Linked DNA regions of Gossypium arboreum: region 1 is linked to region 2. Evidence: chromatin contacts called from public Hi-C data. All regions are on one chromosome and are shown on one strand. The core of a region is the stretch at or near the end of the contact, and the rest is flanking DNA. Distances in the headings are between cores, read along the strand shown. Region 1 holds the start of LOC108489240 (DEAD-box ATP-dependent RNA helicase 41). Region 2 holds the start of LOC108489507.

Region 1 (6,305 bases), core at 1,339-3,838, 170 kb after region 2:
TCAGTTTTTAAAAAATTTAAACATTTTTAGCCTTAAACATTTACAGGTTTTTGTCAATTTGGTCTATACGCTTTAAAAGTACGTAAATGTTTTTAAAACTTTACATTTTTTGTATTAAAAAAATTAAATTTAAAAAAAAATCTAAAATTCAATATTATCTAAGTTAGACTAAATCAGTTAGACTAAGAACAGACTGGGGTATCGATTCTATGATAGGTAAAAAATTGGTTGACTCACGAATCAATATGGACTAGTTGAACTAGGTTAAAAAACAATTAAACTAGAAGTTGAATCGATTTTTATAATTTTAAATTTTTTATTTTTTATTTTTTTAATAATTTGCTTTTAAGCCAATCAAGTGAGTGGTTTTGGAAACTAATTGGCCCGACAAATTTGGAATTGATTCAACTACTAGTTTAATCATTTTTATAGCTTAATTCAACCAATTCGTACATAGCTCGTGGGTCGATCGATTTTTACCTCAAACTGGACCGTTACTCCAATTGGTTCTCAATCCAACCAATCTAACTGCTTGGCCTAATTTGATTTAGATAACATTGAATTTTGGATTTTATAATTAATTTTTTTTAGTTTTTAAATTTTAAAGAGTTTTTTCATAATTTTATTTTTAAAAATGTAATTTTATATTTTATTTAAAATGGAATATATATATTTTAATTTTTTATGCTCTTTTAAAGGACAAGGACCAAATTGACAAAAAATTGTAAATGCTGAGGGCTAAAAAAGTTACTTTACCTTTGACATCATTGTGGAGTGTGTCTCACATTTCGATTGAATAGACGACGACATTGTTATGAGTAAGAGTCGACATCCCAACGACGCGACACACGGCGTCACAATGAGAAGAACCTGTCGTCCCGATGAGGCAACAAGTGATGTCCCGACGAGCTGATAGCGACATCACGATGTGGCAACATATTCCCCACTTAATTGGGTTTCTTCTCCTAGTTAAACTCGGCTATCTTTTCCCTGTCAAATTCTAATTACTCTAGGATATTTCTAATCAAATTAGTCACAAATTATAGCCTATAAATAAGGCTTTTAGCAATCCTAGAGTGAGAGATTCAATAGCAAAAATTAAGAGAGAGTTTGTAGGAATTTCGGGAGACCTTCGTATTTTGGGAATTTCGGATTTGGTTGGTTCTCCATCTTGTACTCTTCTTCGGGTTTTTTTTTGTCGTTTTAGTGAAGTTTTCTTTACTTGTGATTTTTTATCCTCTTTAGAAAGGTTTTTCCACATATATGTGTCCAATTTTCTTATTTTTCATTCATGTTCATTGCATGATTCAGTTTTACCCCAATAATCATTAACTTTAACGGTAAAATTAGATGGAGGGACTGAGATTTTTAAATAAAAAAGTACAAAGACTCAATGTCTCAAAATTAAAGTATTGAGACTAAATTTTAAATTTTCAAAGAGTACAAAGACCTTTGGCATATTTAAACTTCCTAGAAATTTAGTCACTCTATTAACACCGTTCAAATTATTTTGTTAAATTCAGGTTTATTATAATGTCATTTTTAGTTATATTGCTATCAAGTGAATATGTTTTATATAAAAATCTCACATGAACAAATTTTAAAAAAACAAAATAACAATATTAACAATTGACTTTGAATTTTGACATAGGAAAAGTAAGACTAAATTCTGAAAATAAACGTACAAGGACTAATTTCTAAATTTGTAAAAAGTATAAGGACATGTTGCATACTTTAACCCTAAGTTTTTTATTCAATCTAATATTTAAATTATTATTTTGTCTTAGTTCAGCTCGAAAGGTTTAATTCCAACTTGTAAGAGATAAATTGGGATAAATAAGTATTTTAAATAGCCAAGTGACTATTAAGTATTAAAGTGAAAAGGATGTATAATCTAGCAGCTAAATCGTCAATAAAACCTTATTAGTAACATGGATCATAGGGTAAGTTCTTTATAATTTGAAAAATAAACAAAATTATAAATAAATTTCATGAATTATATTATTTATTTTAACATGTATGGCAGAGGGTTGCGGAGCAAAATTCGTTTGTCTCGAAGAAATAAAAAAATAGAATTTCGATTTAATCGTATTGGATTATTTATAATTTTTAATTTTTTTAACTAAACTCAAGTAAGTAATTTAAGTTTCGAGTTAAACTCAAATTAATTTTACAATTTAAATAACTCGAATAATTGATTACTATAAATATATATTTGATTTTTGTCAATTTTAAAATTGAGCCAATTGATCTTTCTATCAACAAAAATTACAAAAAAAATTAAAATATTTATAAAATTAAAAATTTATATTTTTAAAAATTATAAAAATTAAAAATATATATAAAATAATTATAAAATAATAATTTTGAAACCTAAATAAGTAAATTAATTATTCAAGTTTATTATTATTATTTTCTTATTTTATTTTGAAAGATTTTATATAGTTTGAATGGAGTAGTTATATTGTAATAAAATTTTAATTTGAAATATTTAATTTTTTAATTTAATTAAAATAATTTTATTCCATTTAACTTGATGAAATTAAAATAATAAAATGAGAGTTATGAATTCCATTAATTCAAAAAATTTATTTATTTCGATTCCAACACCGCTGAAGTAAAACATGTTAATAATATAGTGATGGTGAATTCACAATACCTATTCCAGTCCAAACTCCATTACTATCTCTTAGGGTTACGCAATTCGGGGATAGGAAAGAAAGGTAGTCTTAGCCCAAGTTGCTCAGTTGATTTTACAGAATAAACTGAAATAAGCAAATCCATTATGATTAGACTCATATTGTCTATGTGTTGAGTTGAGTTGGGTTGGGTTGAAGAGGTTGGCGCGCGAGTTCGCTTCCTGTCTTCCTGTTTCGGCCTTTGGCGTTCCAATTCCTAACGTTAACAATTTTCCAGGTGCATACCGCAGATTGCAGAAGAGGAGATAGGCTGAACCGCCATAGTTGATTGCTGGTAGTTATAAGTTCTAAAGAGAGGCCAGGCCAGGCCAGGCCTTTCAAATTCCAATTCCCTTTATTCGGTACGCGCCTTTCTTCTTCCTTCTATTTCTTTTCTGTATATATAATTTCCCCCTTTGGAAACTAAATTAAATCTGGGCGACCTTGATTTGCATTTGTCTGCCCGCATACCCATAACTTATTTTTGTCTTTTTTTGCTTTCACAAAACTTTTGATTGTGATGTTTATTGCTTATCAAATACTGGTAACACTAATATATTAAATGTAAGAAAATAAAGTGTTGAATTCTGTTCCGCAAGGAGGAAACAAGATGATTAGCAATGGCTGCTTAACCTTTTTTACCGTGCAGGTTGTCTAAGTCGTCACCCCTATTTCTTTTTGTTGTTGATAGCCTAGTCATAATGCTATTAATAAGAGAATAATAAGTTTAAATGAAGTTTATTTTCCTGGGTTAGAGCGAAAAGAGGCTGATCCTGTCCTGAATCCTGATAGTGAAATCAAACGGCTAATAGCTTTCAATATGTTAGCTCATCTACCCTTTTCTTCTCATATCTAAGTGAATGTGATTGCCTCTTTAACCCGTGGCAAATGACAATGATTTCACTATTACTTACTATACCTGTCTGGCTATCTCCTCATCATTTTCTCTTACAATCTTCATTTTTTTCATTTGGTTGTTTTGTATAAATCAATTCTTTATAATCAGCTTTCATGTAGAATATCCAGTTCCAAGTGACTCTGATTTTTTTTGGTTTCCCTTTTTTTGCCTGATAATAAATATTTCATTGGGTTTTAGTACTCCATTTATCTGCTATTCCCAAACAGCTGGCTGCATTTGTATTCTACTTTACACCTTGTTTCATTATTGAATTTCTGCCAATTAGATCTTTTTTAACCAGCTTATGTCATGGAGGATGGAAATGGAAATGATCCTTGTGAAAGTTCAGTATTACAGAAAGATATTTATCAAGGGATTGGTAATTATACACCACTTTTGACTTGTTAAATTATTTCCCTGTTGATTCTTGTAGTGTATTTCCCATATCTTGGCTATCTTATTTTTCTTTGTAGTGCTTTCTACTCCTTATTTTTGGTTTATTGCCAGTATTTGTAATTAAGGGGTCGTTCAGGTTCTTGCCTCTTTTTCAATGTTTTATGTTTCCAGAGATTTTTGTTTTCTATTATGTTTAATTCATTGAAACTGAAAACACGTTTATTTGCTATGTTTTTGTTACAATGATACAAAAAATAGTACTTAAGTAAAGGTGGTTGGAAGTTGAATTCCGAAAGTTGTAAGTCTTTGTTTTCTTTTATTTTTAATTTATTGAAACTGAAAACGTGTTTGTTTGCTCTGTTTTATTATTTTTTAAAGTTAGAAACAAAACTTGGCTGATAAACGCAATTTTTGTTGTATTTCCAGACAAACACACAGAAAGCAAGCTTTTCAAAATGTGCCCTAAGCCATCCATTATTTTTTTCATCATGTTTCATTTTTTGTGCATGCTCGTGTGTGTTACATGTTCCTTTTGTGTTCTGTTTGCGAACCTTCAGCTTTGCATGTTGTGTGACCATTCATGACACTTCTTTTTCCTTTCTTTCTTGTTTGCTTCTTGGAATAGTAAGCTCAGACTTACGTATTTTCTACATTGAATTTTCCATCTATTGTGCAGATGATGATGTTAAACTGAATTCTAAAGATCAGAGAGATGCTCTGGCGGATGAACCTAAATGTGTTATTTGCGGGCGCTATGGCGAGTATGTATGTGATGAGACAGATGATGATATTTGCAGCTTGGAATGTAAACAAGCCATACTCCTCAGGGTTGCTAACTCATTGCCAGTTTGCTCATCATCTACTCAGCGATTACCTGCTACTGATGAATGCTTTTATGTTAGAGATTCTGTTGATAGGTCAGGCTCTCCATCTTTAACTTGTGATCAAGCTGAATTGCTTCGAAACAAACTTGAAATTCATGTAAAAGGAGGTGTGATTCCTGCTCCAGTATTGGCATTTTCTTCCTGTGGTCTTCCTCAGAAGCTCCTACAAAATATAGAAACTGCAGGGTATGTCATGCCAACACCGGTCCAGATGCAAGTAATCCCAGCTGCTTTAGATGGACGAAGCCTTCTTGTTTCAGCTGACACAGGCTCTGGGAAAACTGCTTCCTTTCTTATTCCTATTATTTCTCTTTGTGCAAAACTTTACCCCAACAACAACTCAAATATCAGAAAGCCATTAGCGGTGGTTCTAACACCAACTAGGGAACTAGGTATCCAAGTTGAGGACCAAGCTAAGTTGCTTGGAAAAGGTTTGCCTTTCAAAACTGCACTTGTGGTTGGTGGAGATCCCATTGCTAGACAACTCTATCGCATTCAGCAAGGAGTGGAACTAATTATTGGAACACCGGGCAGGCTTATTGATATTTTAACCAAGCAAGATATTGAACTAACTGACGTAAAGATATTTGGTCTGGATGAAGTAGACTGCATGCTTCAAAGGGGCTTCCGGGACCAGGTGATGCAGATTTTTAGGGCTCTGTCACAACCCCAGTTACTGATGTATTCTGCAACAATTTCACAAGACGTGGAGAAAATAGCAAGTTGTATGGCAACCGATATAGTTAGTGTTTCTATTGGCAAGCCTAGCAGGCCGAGTAGGGCTGTGAAGCAGCTAGCCATCTGGGTTGAGTCAAAACAAAAAAAGCAAAAGCTTTTTGACATATTAAGGAGTAAACACTTTAGGCCACCTGCTGTGGTGTATGTGGGTTCCAGAGCAGGGGCAGATCTACTGTCTGATGCAATTACAGCCACCACTGGAATTAAAGCTTTGTCAATACATGGGACGAAGTCCATGAAGGAAAGGAGGGAAATAATGAGGATGTTTTTAGTTGGAGAAGTATCAGTAGTTGTGTCTACTGGGATTTTGGGTCGCGGAATTGATCTTTTAGCTGTGAGACAGGTGATAGTGTTTGATATGCCCAATTCCATTAAGGAGTATGTGCATCAGATTGGTAGGGCATCAAGATTAGGGGAGGAGGGTAATGCAATTGTTTTTGTGAACGATGAGGATAAGAAATTGATTCCGGAGTTTGTAGATATTTTAAAATCCTCTGGAGCTATTATTCCTCGAGAACTTGGTAATTCACGGTATAATGTTGTTTCTTTGCCATCAGGCAAGAACTTCAAGAAAAGAAAATATGGTGGCTGAAGTTGCGTGCCTTTTATCTGTTAGCCGCTTTTTTTTTTCAGTTCATCACATCACACATGGTTAAAGAAGCCAAAAATGTAAAAGCTTTTGTTTACAAAAGATTGTGTATTAAATTCTGC
Region 2 (6,469 bases), core at 1,357-3,856:
CTCATAGTTGGGGGCCTCATTGTGCTCTAGTAAGATCTTACCCCTTTCTCGAATTCTTACTGTTGATGCAACTTTAGACAAAGGGTTAGCTTTTGTATACACGAATCAAAGAACCTTGTCAACTTGGACTTCTAGAAAGTTCTGCAATAGTTTCATTACTATGGGGTAGTATTTAGTTAAAATAAGGTCTTTAACATCATACTCTCATTGGATCTGTTTTGCCATCAACTAGGAAGCAATGTGAATATGAAGCTTTCGAGCCCCAATTTCTGTGCAAGTCACGTTTACCACACCAATTGTTGGCACAATGTATAATAAATGAGGAAGACAATGAGGAATAAGAAGGAGATCAATGTGGCGTTATGGAGGTCAATTCATCTAAATGGTTGAGATCCAGAACTAGGACGAGAGGATAGGCTAATTAAGAGGGTAATCTGCTCAAAGTAACTTTAGAGTGTTGGGAATCGATTCTTTATTCATCGTTGATCAATATATTTATAGGAGAGATCCCCTTGTCCATTAGTATGACGTGGAAGATTGCAATGAAGAAGATTATCCTTATCTAATGCATAAAAGACATACACCATGGGGCCAATTTCATTATTCATTCAATCAGTACAATGTTGTTATGCCCAGTTGGGCCCTTCATAACCTTAAAGGAGTGTTTACACCTGAAGAGTGTTCATATTTAAAAAATAGGTTGCTAAATCCTTCGAGGAAGGGACAAATGGTCTCATCTAAAGATACTAAAGGCAATGGTTAAACAACGTATAATTTCAAATAGAGACAACAGGAAAGTCAATAATACTTTTGATGCTAACACGTGTCCAAATGGCGAAAATATATAACGAAGCACATATAAAAAATAAATTTATTTTTAATTACAAGAAAATGAAATTACTATTCTAATAATTATAATTAAATTATTTTGTGAATATTTAATACATTGGAAAAAAATTAAATGAGTTTAATTTGTGTATAATAAATGATGGTTAGAGCAAAAGGATAAAACGTTCAGTATGGGGCCAAAAAGTCCCCGTATCCAATAATCAAGCTCAAGCAGACTAGACTACTAGGCTAAAAGCCAAGCCGAAACATCAACTAGGAAATGAATACTTTTAATTAATAAATAAACATATTTATAATCACAACTTTTTGCACATTTCTAACGTGCACTGTTAAATTTCATTAAATATCAAACCATCTATTTCATTTAAACAAAAAAAAAAAAAAGAGAAAAGAAAATAAAGATTGGGGTGTCTAAAATAGAATACATCTAACTTCTCTTAGATGAGGCCGTGAATTGGGTATCAATTTAGAGAATAGTATGAAATTGATTAGATCAAGAATTAATATAAATCAATTAAATAGATTGAATTAACAGTTGAATTAATATTTTATTTTAATCACATTATGATGGGTTTGATTATCGATTTAATTTTAAAACATATTATTAATGATGAATAAAATAATATTTTTATATTATTAAGTTAAAAAGTTAACTTCAAAATTAATTTTAAAATAGATTGTTCAATTTTTTATCTAACTGTTTATATATATATTTATAAATTAGAAAAAAAGTCTAATTAAAAAAATTATAATAACCATTTCCGTAAGCTATTGCCAACTTTTTATATTCTATAAAGAAAGAGACTTTTACAGGTACTTGGAAAATGAAATATCCAATCCAAGCCTCGTAAGTGGCAACATTGTAGCATCCACATATATATATATATATAAAAATTATTAAAATAGAAATTCTATGGTATGCGAAAATTATAAATTCAGAGTATTCGTGTTTATTTAAAAATATCATACAATAAAAAATAAAATGTATGGTTTAAAATAAATTAATTATAATAACACATATTGAAATATGTATAATATTAAAATAAAAATTAGATCAAATTATAAGTAAAATAATATTTAAACACATAAATTCATCGATAAACAATACTAAATACACTCGATTATTTATTACGGTTTTGTTATCAATTGTGAGTTAATGTCAAGTTGAGTTGTGACACCATCTCAATTAACAACATTTTTAATATATACAAATTGGTAGAGATAGTAAATTGTGCATATTAAAAAATGTATAAAAATATTAAAATAAAACTTTGGTTGAGTGATAAATTTAAGTTTTTACTCATCCAATTAATGTGGGTTCAAATACCAATATATGTATATTTTTCTTATTTTTGTTAAAATAGAAAGACAAGAACATCTTGAATAATATGACTTATTTTAATTATGAAATAATATTTTTATAATTTTCTAACTGACTTAGTACTCAATTAACTCAAATAGGGTTTGACTTTGGAGATAACATTGTTGGGAGGACAATCTTGAACTCTGAATATGAGTTATAAAATATACATGAAAATTACCAGAATTGTTTGCTAGTCCAAACTATCCATGTAGTAAGTACACACATTTATAATTTGATACATGTATTTTAACTATGTTTCGCTTAATATTTGAATTAAATTGTAACTGCTAAGCATTAAAGGACTTAATTGATACAATAATGATATTTTGAGAATTTAATTAAAATATTTATAAAATATAAAGATCAATTAAAAATTGGACTCTAGTTTGAGGACATGTAGTAAATTAACCCTAAAATAAAAAGGAATATGTAGAGGGGAAAAATGAAGTGCAGCGAGCGACCGAGGCCACAAGACAAGTATAGTATGCAGGAGAGGAGAGAAGAGGAGAGTAGGAAGCGGCTAGAGCCAGAGAAGCCAAGAGCCGAGCCCCCCCGCGCGCGAATGAACGATTCAATGCTCTCATCACATAACGGTTCCGAGAAACCGCACCCGTCTGATTGCCCCAGTTCCTAACTCCTTCTCTCCTCCTTGTTTGTTTGTATGTATTACTTGCACTATTTCTCTATTTTCCTCTCTGTCTCTCTTTTGGATAATTCCTAAGCCTTTTTCTCTCTTGCCGATTCTTTTTTTACCAGGCGCCACCTTTTTCTGCCCATTCCCTAACTTGTTTTTCTTCTTCTTTTGCCTCAGTGCCGGCTTCCTTTTTCCTACTCCTTTTTTTGTTACCCCAGATGAATTTTTTGGGTTTTGTTATTTTTAGGGTTTCCTTGTTTTTTATTTGAGAATAGTAAGTTACGTTTATCCAATTTGTCTCCTTTTGATTACTGCCTGCTATTTTAATTAGTGAATTTGTTTTATGAATTTTTTTTAATTTTTTTTCTGTTTGTTTGTATGTATTGAATTTGAGTTGTGTATTTTATTTTTTAATTGTGGATAGAGTTTCTATAACTTGTATTATTTGCTATGTGCTGCTTACTGAATGCTGAGTTAAATCGATTACAATAACTGATATACTATGTTTGACTGAATAATTGGTGTGTAAATGGGATATTTTTAACTGGGTTAGTTTTGTTGCTGTACTTGCTTCCGTTGGCGTCATCTTATGTTTCTTTCCCGAGTGCACTATTCCCTCATATGATGTTGTGCAAGAAACCAAATTAGAAGTTTGGAAAAATTTGTTATTGTTACTGTTTATTTTGGGTTTGGTTTGGGTTTTGTGGTTTTTGTTACAATATCACTTCAATTTATAATTTTCTCACATGCTTAGTTCTGTTTCCTGGTTTATTTTGAACTTTGTATATGAATTTAGAAGCGCTGGATGTGTTGTGTTGTGCTTCGAATTATTAGACAATTTTCTGAATTATTCTGGTTCAAAGGTGAACTAATTATGTGTTGCTATCATTTTGATGATTCAAGGGCTTTCCTTGGTGGCTTTTAATTCAGTAATTGTTTTCTTTCTTTTCATGCAGGAAGATGTTCGGTGTGTATGATCAAGAGCGTAACTCCTTGTACATTGCTAAAATATTTTTCTTTCCATTCTTTTGACATTTGGTGCTAATGGCTGCTGATCAACAGAGAAAGCGGCTGAATGGAGCCAGCATTGCTGGCTGCAATTTTAAAGACCAATACAGAACAAAAAGGAAAAAACTTGACTCACTGCAAAATGATTTAAACACAAAATCTTGTATTTCGCTTGAATGGGATGGGAACCAAAAAAAAGTTGTTGCTAAAAGGGATCAAATTGGCTTAAGTTGGAGGCACTTGAGGCCATTTACAGATTCCACAATACATTACCACAGAGTTTTGGCGGATGTTTTGACTCTTCCGCATGAAATTTTTGACTTAGAGAACCTGACAGAGGTGCTTTCTTATGAGGTAATATCCTTATTATTCTTTATCACAGTTGTTTCCAGTATCCTCTGTATTCTGAGCTCATAATTTATGGAATTTACATGAAATTTTTACAGGTTTGGCAGACTCTTCTGTCTGAAAACGAGAGAAATCATCTGATGCAGTTTCTTCCTACAGGAACTGACAAAGAGCATGTTCTGCAAGCATTGCTTGCTGGGGATAACTTTCACTTTGGAAATCCTTTTCTTAAATGGCAAGTATATATGTGTATTGCTTTTGACACTTTTTCCTACCGTGGAGAATGAATCCTTTCTACTTGTAGTTTCTATTGGCCATGCATTACATGCATCACAAATACAATTCTGCATAAATGCTTGCATGTGTTTTGCATTTTTTCTACTTGTATACGGAGAAGTTTCAGCTCTTGGGGTAATGTGTTATTTTTCTTGTTCTATTTTCAGGAGATATGGTATTTGAGGGTTCTAATGTAGGGTTTGATTCTGCTAGATTTGACTGGAATTTGTGTTTGCAGGGGTTCATTACTTTGCTCGGGTTATCTTCACCCTGATGCTGTTATTCAGGAGGAACAACATTTAAAGGACGAGAAGAAAGCGTATTACTCCGAGTTACAGGACTACCACAATGAGTATGTAACATATAGCTAAATTTACCTATGAATAGAAGCTATTCTTGTTCCAGGTTTATTTGATGCTGATTATGTGATTGCAACATTGTTTTGCTTCTTGTGGCAGTATTATAGATTATTTGCAGAAATTGAAGGTTAAATGGGAAAGCTGCAAAGACCCAGAACAAGAAATTGTGCATAAGTTTTGGAGGTTAGAATTTGCTACATATTTCAATGTATAAGTGATAGGCTTTAGCAGAGAAAGATTCTTCTGTGTGACACATTGTCAAGGATGTTACTTCGGGAACTTGTTATTTGGTGTCATTGTTATAACAGTGCCATAGGTTGTTCAATTTGGACATTTCCTCTTCTAATTGGTTGTTCAAAACAATAAAAATGAAGGATTAATTTTCTTTATTCACTTTTTATTGAAAATTTAATTCCCTTTTTTGTGTTTAGATCAAATCTCATTTTTGGGTTGCAATTTCTTTGGTAGGTCAAGAAGGGCTAGTGAGAAAGGGATTTTCTCACATTCGAATGAATCTAAGCTTGTCAATCTTGAGCAGGATGCTACAGGTACTTCTGAATCTTGTTCATGGGCTGCGGATGAGAGAGCATGCAGTAGTGATAACCAAAATTCTTCTGTTGTGAAGGGAGGAGAACTACAGAGAAGGTAATGTCCTTCCCTGGTAAACCACCTTTCTGCATGTATTGTCATTTTGCCCATCTTGTTGAAGTTCACAAGGGTGAGAGTTTGAAAATTGCTTTCTTAAAGTATGCTTTGCCTGAGTTTAGTACTTTGCCTTTTGTAGTTCCTTCATAGGTTCTCTGTTACCGACAAAAGGGATTCATTTATTTAGACAATATATGAAATATCGTAGCTCTCATATTCTTCGTAGTGGGTTTTACAAATGTAAATGGTGTGATTCTATAGAGCAGATCAGCAAAGTTCACCTTGGATCTTTTTTCTCCATCCCCATCTTTGGTGGAATATCCTTGAATTCTGAGCCTAAGAAATTATATCTTGTTTTTCTTTGTTGGCTTCTTTTGCGGCTAATAGTTTTTCCTCATTACTATTGCTTTTATCTATAAATTGTGTGCCTAACAAAGAAAAAAAATACCTTGCTGTCTAAGAAGTTTGAAGTATAAACTTCTGTGTGGGTATTTTTAAACACCATGCTGGTTAGGTTTTGAGGGAAATTATGTTGCTGATATCCTTGTTGAAATTTCTTTGATTGTAGTGCTATTTTCAGCTCCTAGGATCACTTTTTGCTTCATTTGTTTCTTTATTTGTGGTTTAGGTGGTTCTCAATCTTGTCATTTTTCCTGAAATAGAAATTTTGTGAACTGTAACTATGTTTGAGAAACTTTCTGCTGTGCTTAGGTCTCCTGGTGGAAATTTGTTATGGTGGCTGCACGAATTTCATTTAGTTTTACTCAGTTTATTTTAACTCCATGGTGCATGAATTTTATTATTTGTGATGTATATCAGAATGTGCAAGAAAGGTTTCATCAAGGACAAAGGTAGAGGTCTCTTGACTGCTCCGGATCATACACAGACCGTGGAAGCAAAACCCAGAAAGGGTGACAAGATACGCAAGTGCAATATCCAGCAGAGTGATGGTGCCAAATACATGTCATATGTTAAGGTTAGCGACTA

The links. A called contact is a pair of places that touch in the nucleus more often than the background predicts.
Region 1: a contact with region 2 is called in a Hi-C map of leaf, with 4 times the contacts expected there. The contact joins the promoter of LOC108489240 here to the promoter of LOC108489507 in region 2. A contact is called at or near these places in 2 of 5 Hi-C or Micro-C datasets (both in leaf).

What each region holds. Positions count from the first base shown.
Region 1 is chr10:11,921,627-11,927,931 of ASM2569848v2, forward strand. LOC108489240 (DEAD-box ATP-dependent RNA helicase 41) reads left to right here and starts at 2,589. Exons shown (of 4, transcript XM_017793627.2): 1 at 2,589-2,723; 2 at 2,917-3,040; 3 at 3,863-3,955; 4 at 4,649-6,305. The coding sequence starts at 3,886. The coding sequence ends at 6,186.
Region 2 is chr10:11,750,044-11,756,512 of ASM2569848v2, forward strand. It overlaps LOC108489507, which reads left to right and starts at 2,607. Exons shown (of 10, transcript XM_017794104.2): 1 at 2,607-2,871; 2 at 3,803-4,208; 3 at 4,301-4,437; 4 at 4,717-4,830; 5 at 4,937-5,020; 6 at 5,306-5,482; 7 at 6,302-6,458. The coding sequence starts at 3,891.